Linked DNA regions of Sus scrofa: region 2 is linked to region 1. Evidence: chromatin contacts called from public Hi-C data. All regions are on one chromosome and are shown on one strand. Each heading gives the region's core, a stretch centred on a gene start, on an enhancer-like site or on the middle of the called end of the contact. The rest is flanking DNA. Distances are from core to core; before and after follow the strand shown. Region 1 holds the start of MCM10 (protein MCM10 homolog). Region 2 holds the start of LOC100736825 (protein transport protein SEC31-like).

Region 1 (4,026 bases), core at 1,043-3,542:
CATAACAATAAGCCCACGGACAAAAGAGTGGTTTTCCATGAAACAAAGAGAAATGGAGAAAACGGTCAGGACTTACCATCCATGCTGTCAAGAGAACAGTGGAGACGGAGACCTATGAAGGAGGACCAGGTGCCAGGTGATGGCAGTGATGCCGACTCTTGTCTGTGTGAAATCAACATAAGAAATTATTCTCTCACATCGAGTATCCAACAAAGCCAGAATACTACAAATTCTAGAGGCTTAGGGTCAGAATTCAGCCAGGCTCTCAGTTTTTCACCCCACTGGCAACTCCTTCTCCCCGCCTAATATGGAAGCAGTCCCTTTTTCTCATCTCCATGGTTAGAGAAACTTGAGGTACATGGCATGTATCTCATGTACAATAATAGATTACACAGGTGAGACAAACTGTGAACAAACTGTGTATTATGAAAGCTGGTAAACAGTAGGGTCTAAACAGGAGGACTATAATCCGTTTTATTTCCTGTAACACATTTGATGTCTACATTATCCCTAAGAGCTTACTGTGTGATTCTACTTAGTTGCAACCTGACCACATCAAGTTTTCAATTCAAACTAGTTAGCAAAGCAAACAGTTGGCATAGCTAATTAGGACGAATTCATATTATTCTGTGCACTTTCCTTTTTTCATTTAAAATGACTTTTAAAACTGCAAGAGGGAGTTCCCGCCATGGCTCAGTGGAAATGAATCTGACTGGTATCCATGAAGATTTAGGTTCAATCCCTGGCCTCATTCAGTGGGATAAGGATCTGGCACTGCCATGAGCTGTGGTGTAGGTTGCAGATGTGGCTCGGATCTGGCATTGGCTGTGGTTGTGGTGTAGGCCAGCAGCTCGGATTCAACTCCTAGCCTGGGAACTTCCATATACCACAGGTGCAGCCCTAAAAAGACGTGTGTGTGTGTCCTTGGTAAGTCCACTATCAAGTGTTAATTATGGTGCTTTCTTTTCACTTATTCAACAAATATTTCCACGGACCCCTCATGTGCCCTGAGCTGTGCTGTCTACTAGGGATTCTGCTGGATTGTGAGCTTCTTGAGGGTTTGGTAGGAGTAGACTGTCTTGTTCATTTCTATAACTAATCCCTTTTCCCACCAGACAAACCCATGCACTGTTCCTCACCTCACATCTAGGCCCATATGACATGTTATGGGTTCTATCTCCAAAATATTGCTCACATCTCCTACTTCTCCCCACTTTCACTGCCAAAAGCCTAGCCCAAGCCACCATCAATCTTTTGCCTAGACTACTGTATTAACTACCTGTATTGGTCTCTCTGCCCCTCTGTAATCTATCCTCTATACAACATCTACAGTTAATTTTTTCTTTCCTTAGCAATCTTTAAGGAACATAAGCCAGATCGTGGTAGTCCCTTCATATGATTTCTTTAACGATTTTCCCACTGCCCTGAAAAGAAAATTTACGGAGCCTATGAGGCAATGGATAGGCTCTCTCCTGCCTAGTTCTACTTCCTCATTTTTTCCAGGGGTCATTCCCCCAACTCTACCCATGTCCCAAAAGACATTCCACCCAGATTAGTCTGCTTTCAATTTCTCCAACTCAGCGGTGCTTTCAGACCTCAGGTTCTTTGCAAAGCTCTCCTCCAGCAACTTCTCATCCCTCAAGCTCTGCTTAACTATCAATTTTTCTCAGCTTTTCCAGGCCACCCTATCTGACCAGGCCCCTGACATCCTCTCCCCTCATCCTACAATTCCACTGTTTGTTAGCTGTTTGTTAGCTGTTATCTTCTTTAAGAAGTGATGGGTATTTGTAGCGCTGCACATGGCACGCATTCATTAACTGTTAGCAAATCATCAATTAAGCAAATGAACGAGTGAATAAGAGAAAGCCCAACCGCCACGCATTTAGCAAGAGTTTAAAAGGTTGCCTCTAAAAAAGAAAAATTGGACCCTTAAACAGCATGGCGGCCGGACGCCTGTACCTCAAGATGCATTTCGCAAGTCCACGCAATCCCCCAACCCCCTCATTTTTCGCGGCTCCAAACCCAGCGCCCACTGCGCCTCCCAGCCCGCGCCAGCCCCGCGCTCTGCCCAGGCCGCCCCCGCGCTTACCCAATTCCAGTCTCGCCCACCTGGGCGCCCCTAAGACTCCGGGCCTTCCGCCTTCGGAGCTTGCTAAACTCTCCTACTGAGGCGCGTGGCTAACCCTTCAACCCGCCCCTCAACCTATGGACGCCAGCTTCTTACCAGGCTCCGCACTCTTCCCTTTCTACAACCAGACCCGCCAAAATTCCAACTAGCCACCGCCCCGCCTCTGACGTCAGACGCACGCCAAGCTCAGAGCTGTACTGATTGGCTACTTCAGAGAACTGGGCGGAAACGACAGGGTGGGGATGGAGGGGGGGTGGTGCCTTACGTACAGCAATCTGATTGGCTCATGTGACCGGCGCCCTCTTTGTTGGGGGCAAAGGAACTTCCGGTCGGTGCGGCACTGGGCTTCTTCAGGTGAGTGTTCCTGCGTCCTTGCTGGAGCCAGGAAGTTGAAATATCCCCGTACGGTATTTTCACAGGTGTCAGTTCCTGACACTTTCCGGAACTGAGTGTGTCATGTGGTTCTGATCCTCTCTTTCTCTTCCTGTGAGGTAGCTGGTAACGCTTGATGCGAACAACTCTGTATGCTGACGCCCAAACCACAGAACCCATTACAAACCTACCCCTGTCCTCACAGAGTTCCCGCGGCTGGACCAATTGTGTAGAGATCTGAACAAGCCGGTTGACTATTTTACTTAGTAGATTAGTTTATAGCCCAGTGTTCAATTGAAATAGTTGGGAGTCAAAACCAGAAATCTGGTCTCCTTTTGCCTCTGATTGGCCTTGGGCACTAACATCTTCACCGTCTATAAAATGAGAAGGAAAGGCTGGATGACATTCTTTGGCACAGTAGAAACCATCGTTTCCAGAGGAGTCCGTGGTCCATAGACTTTGAGAATTCGTCGGAGTTGGGAATAACTGCTGCTTCTTCCCACCAAAATATCAGCATCTGGAGACAAAGAAACCGTGTCTTTTCATCTTCCCCTTCCTCTGTCTTCTCTCTTGGTGCTGGTGCCTGGCACACAGTAAATGCTTAAGAAAGAAAAAATCGAACAGAGTATTTACTCCTTAACAAGTCAGCTTTGGGGGGCTCGATTTCTTCATCTGTAAAGTGCTGATAATAGCAATACCTGGATTGGAGGGTTTTAGGAAAGATCAAGTGAGTTATTGACCATAATCACTTCGTGCCTCAGGTGCACAAGGTTGGACAAAGAGGAGGTCCATGTTCTAGAAATTTATTAGGTCTAATTTTGGAGATGTGACATGCATAAAAGATAACATAAGGTGACTACTGAGGAGCACCAGTCTTGCTGGAGAGAAGGTAAAAAGAGGAGCAAATGTTAAAATAAAAATTTTAAAAAAGCAGGTAAAGCAAATTATGTGGCAGATAAATATTTTATTCTGTAAGCAGTAAAAAGATCATGTTTGAGCAAGTGGGAAAGGAAGGTGCAGCTAGGTGCTTACACTATGTTAAGATTTTTAACTGTCGCATATGAACTGTGCAACTTCTGCTAAGTTACTTAACCTCTCTGAGCCTCAACTTATCTGCAAAACAAGGATAGTTGTAGTGATTTCATAGGATATTTTGAGGATTCATGAGGAAAACTTGAATATGTGCAGAGTATGCCCAACACATGTAAGTATTAAATGTGTATTAACTTATATTCTTTCAAAGGCATTGCTTAGGACAGTTAAAAAGGAACTAGATATACCAGAAACTGGAGTCGAAGAAGCTTGAGAGAAGATGGTGATAGTCCCAGACTGTTAAAAGAGTTGAAGGGAAAGGACAAATGGGAAACATTATGTGGGAAACCTATCTATTGTGCTAAGTGACCAAAGAAAAATTACCTTTGGTAGGAAAAGGAGAGGACAATGGCTAAGGTGGCAGTAGCTGAGACACTAGTAGAATTATAGAGGAGGAGCTGGCTTTAGACAAGGTAGAAATGACAAGATCAGCC
Region 2 (4,026 bases), core at 742-3,241, 60 kb after region 1:
CCCCTTCCCTTATAATAAGGAACTGGCCGTATAATCATTCCCAACCTAGGGGAGGATGTCACCCTTAAACCACCTTCCTGACTCAGAGGAAGTCACCTGCGGCCAGCTAAGCGGGTAAAAGAGGGGGAAGGGAGCTTTGGGATGGACGGCCCCGCTGCCCTTTCGCACCAGGTCAGGATTCGCCGGGGCCCGGAAACCTTCCTAGCGTAGCCGCCTCACCGCAGGGGACGCCCCACCCTTCGCCACCCACACTTCTACCGGCTCCTGGTGTCAGAGACAGGGGCTGCGGAAACAGCTCCAGCGCGAAGAGGGAGCCACTGGTCTCGCCGAGCCCCTGCCCACCCCTCTGCTCCCGCTCACCCGGCGCTCGGGATCCAACCTCCCTCGGGGTCACTGCTTCCTCGGCATCTTGCCGGCTGGGAAAGGGCTCCGGACCCGGATGCAGACGCTGACCAGGGCACCGGCCGGGGGCGGTGGCGGGGGCTCGGAAGCCTGGGGCTGACGTGCGCCCTCGCGACCCCGCCCAGCGGTGCTCAGCTGACAGTCCCGCTGGCCTCCCCACCTCCGCGGGGGAATTTCCCGGGCCCCGCCTCCCTAAGGCCCCGCCCCAACTCCCCGCCCCCTCGCCAGGCCGCGCCCCTCCTCAGGTCTCTCTCCCAAACGCCCCGCCCCGCATAGGCCCCAGCGGATCGCGCCACCCCTTCTCTCCCATGAGCCAGCCTACAACTCTAGGCCCTGACCTGGTTAATGCCGGATTGGCCAAGGTGAATAAGCGTTGGTGGTATGATTAGCGTAGCTCCCTCCCAAGGTGTCAGTGTGACGACCGTGACATTCTTCCTTGATTAAAATAAATTACTAATTAAATGAAGTGTAAGGAGTCGGTCTTCGCTGCGGGGGGGGGTCCCTATATAAGTCCAGAGCCACTGGGGGCTGTGCCCCACGGAAAGAGAGGGACGATGGTCTCAGGCATCCTTGGGTCAAAGCCTAGATCTCTGTTAAAGGCCTTACATCTAGATATAGTTAACCTTGCACGCATGGCTTTCCACCGGGTTTTGTCCTTAAAATAGACTTTTAATTAAAAACACAAAGCCTCCAAGCGGTTTCTCAGATGCTGTCTCTCGGGCCTAAGTCCTAACTTCACCCAAATAAAACTTAACTCTAAAAAAAATATATATATATATAAATAATCAAATAAAAACAGGAAGCCTGCAGGATGCTTCTCGGATTCTTGTTCCCGGGGAACAAGCCATCAGCTGACAACTGGATGCTCCAGGTGCTCAAGGCAGGTGAGATTGCTGGATTGACCTGGATTTTATCTGGAATGGACTAGACAGAATGAAAAGAAAGAAATCAAGGGAGTTCCCCCATGTGGCTCAGCAATAACTCCGACTAGTATGCATGAGGATGCGGGTTGGATCTCTGGCCTTGCTCAGTGGGTCAAGGATCTGGCATTGCCATGAGTTATGAAGTAGGTCCCAGATGCCGCTCGGATCCCGCGTTGCTGTGGCGTAATCAGGCAGTTACAGCTCTGCCCCTAGCCTGGGAACTTCCATATGCCGCGGGTGCGGCCTTGAAAAAAAAAAAAGAAAAAAGGAAGGGAGGGAGGGAAAGAAAGGAAGAAAACCAGACGAGGAAGGGAGAGCCGCCTTAGTCTGCATTCCAAGCACCGCGAGAACGTAAAGGGATAAGCAAGGAAGCAGACGCAGGACACACAAGGCATCTGATCGCGAGGTCAAGGTCTCTGCCAAGCCAGTGTGGCAAGCTCTTCTGGTAACAAGCTCCTCGTGCAAGACAAGAAAACAGAAATTAGGGTGGGATCCTAGGAGGTGGGAGAGACGGTCTGGGAGCAGTTTTCTGCAGAAGACCAGGAAGGACATCACAGGAGGGAAGAGCTTGGTTTACAAATGAAGGGGCTGACACAGCCCCCATCAGCTGGATACCAAGCATGTAATTGAGCAAACAAGCTTCTCGCTAGTTAGATAGAAAAACGGATGGGGGAAGGGAAAGAAAAGAAATTCAAACGGGAAAAGGCGGACGCGCCCTCTCCTGGTCTCCTGAAGGATTCGACTCCTCTCTTGAGACCTCCTGCTCCAGGCCAGCTCTTCGTGCGTGGCCCTCCACACCCCCCTGAAGTTAACCCCCTACGCAGGGCTGGGAGGGCTAAAAGTCAGTACCTGCCCCAGACCCAATTCCTGAACGTTCCTCCTGCGATTGTTAGGGGTGCCTGGGGTAAGTTGACGCTACAGGCTCGCCTCCGCTATTTTAAACCGCATTAAGGAGAGATAAAATGAGTACTACAGAAGCTCTAAGCAGGGAAGGAATGGGGTGAGGAGGGGAGGGCATACGCAGCCGCTGGCTGTGCGGTGAAAAGGTCTAGGGTGGGGTAGTTTCTGGTACAGAAAGTGTGTCGAGGTGGTTTTCTCCTGACCCCCTTGGTCCTGAAAGCTTGAGCCCTCTCACCACTTCTTAACTATGTGACCTTGGACGTTACCTATCTTGCGGTGCCTCATTCTCTTTATCTGTAAAGTGGAGCCTATTACAGTCCAAAATTCCAAGAGCCTGAAAATCTAAAGCCTTTCTTAGTTCATTTGGTGGCAAAACCTGACCCAAACCGATGTAAAGTAAGTTGTATACAGTGTTAATTTCCATCACTTGGGATTATTTGTTTCCCTGAAGGCACCTTAATTAGTTTGTACGAAATCTGTTTCAGACCCTTTTGGGGAAGTGTATAAATTACATGCACCTTAATATCTTCCTAAAATCCAAAAAATTCTGCGTTCTGAAACAGCTTGCTCGGAAGACTTTAAATAAAGGATTTGGATATACAGAGCTTACTTCTTAACGTCATTGTGAGGATTAAGGGATAACACACGGAAGCACTCAGAACAATGCCTGATATGTCAGGTTAGTAGCTATTCTTACAGCAAGTGTTAAAGCCAGCTCTGCTTAGCTTAAAGAGTTGGGGTGGGGAGGAGGGTGGTGCCCCGTCCTCTCTGATGCTTCCATGACTAGATAGAATCTCAGCGCAGCTAAGAACACTGAAATTATAACATGCTTCCCCGCTGTTCACTGATGTGGTTTTGCGGTAGGTGAATGCAAAGCAGTGTGGGAGGCTATTTAGTGAGATGCTCATTGGTTTCATGCTTTCGGTGCCCCCTCTTGACATACCCCCTTTATTTGGAGAAATGGCTGATCCCCTTGTGTTTCCTATCGCCAAGTATATTTTGCAGGATTCTTGAAAGGCCAACCTTTCTTGTCTTTTGAGAAGGCTCATTCTCAGTAAATACATCATCTACTGCAGGTGTCCTGGCGGGAGAGGGCTGAGAGCCCAGGTGGGGTGAGAGATTTTCATAGCAGTTAGGAGGAAGGGTGCTTTCCCCTCCCCCATCCACAAGTGGAAGAGGGATGGAAGCTGGTGTTCTCTCAAGCATCAAAGACTCAAGCCTCAGCCCCTGATGCTCTAGGAGTAACACAGATATATGATGCATCTATTAGACCTTGGGAGCTTGGTCTCACAGCTTCGGGAGATTCTGGAATCCAGGCTTGTCATTAGCAATAACAGAGCTGGAGTTCCCATCGTGGCACAGTGGTTAATGAATCCGACTAGGAACCATGCGGTTGTGGGTTTGATCCCTGCCCTTGCTCAGTGGGTTAAGGATCCGGCGTTGCCGTGAGCTGTGGTGTAGGTCGCAGACACGGCTGGGATCACGTGTTGCTGTGGCTCTGGCGTAGGCCGGCAGCTCCGGCTCCGTTTCAACCCCTAGCCTGGGAACCTCCATATGCCGCAGGAGCGGCACAAGAAACGGCAAAAAGACAAAAAAAAAAAAAAAGAAAGAAAGAAAGAAAGAAATAACAGAGCAACATGCCTTCTCCTTAGAAGAACCTTTATGGTGGATGATGAGGGTTTCAGCATCAATGGGCTGATCAAGTTAAGGAGCTGAAGAAAAATGGCTCTAACTCCAATGGACACTAAAAGCCCTCCTGGAATTTTCTCTGACCCCAGAGAAGGAGAGCCTCTATTCAAGG

What was found. Hi-C and Micro-C count contacts between places; a contact is called where the count stands out from the background.
Region 2: a Hi-C map of liver shows a contact between it and region 1, with 2.2 times the contacts expected there. The contact joins the promoter of LOC100736825 here to the promoter of MCM10 in region 1. A contact is called at or near these places in 1 of 5 promoter capture datasets (liver), 9 of 47 Hi-C or Micro-C datasets (embryonic fibroblasts, epiblast stem cells, fetal heart ventricle and 4 more) and 2 of 2 datasets of contacts at active chromatin or transcription factors (alveolar macrophages and skeletal muscle).

Annotation. Positions count from the first base shown.
Region 1 is chr10:48,521,629-48,525,654 of Sscrofa11.1, forward strand. It overlaps MCM10 (protein MCM10 homolog), which reads right to left and starts at 2,293. Exons shown (of 20, transcript XM_021064865.1): 1 at 2,225-2,293; 2 at 77-162. The coding sequence starts at 83.
Region 2 is chr10:48,582,343-48,586,368 of Sscrofa11.1, forward strand. LOC100736825 (protein transport protein SEC31-like) reads left to right here and starts at 1,992. Exons shown (of 3, transcript XM_021064282.1): 1 at 1,992-2,229. The coding sequence starts at 1,992. It also overlaps a transcript of OPTN not described here.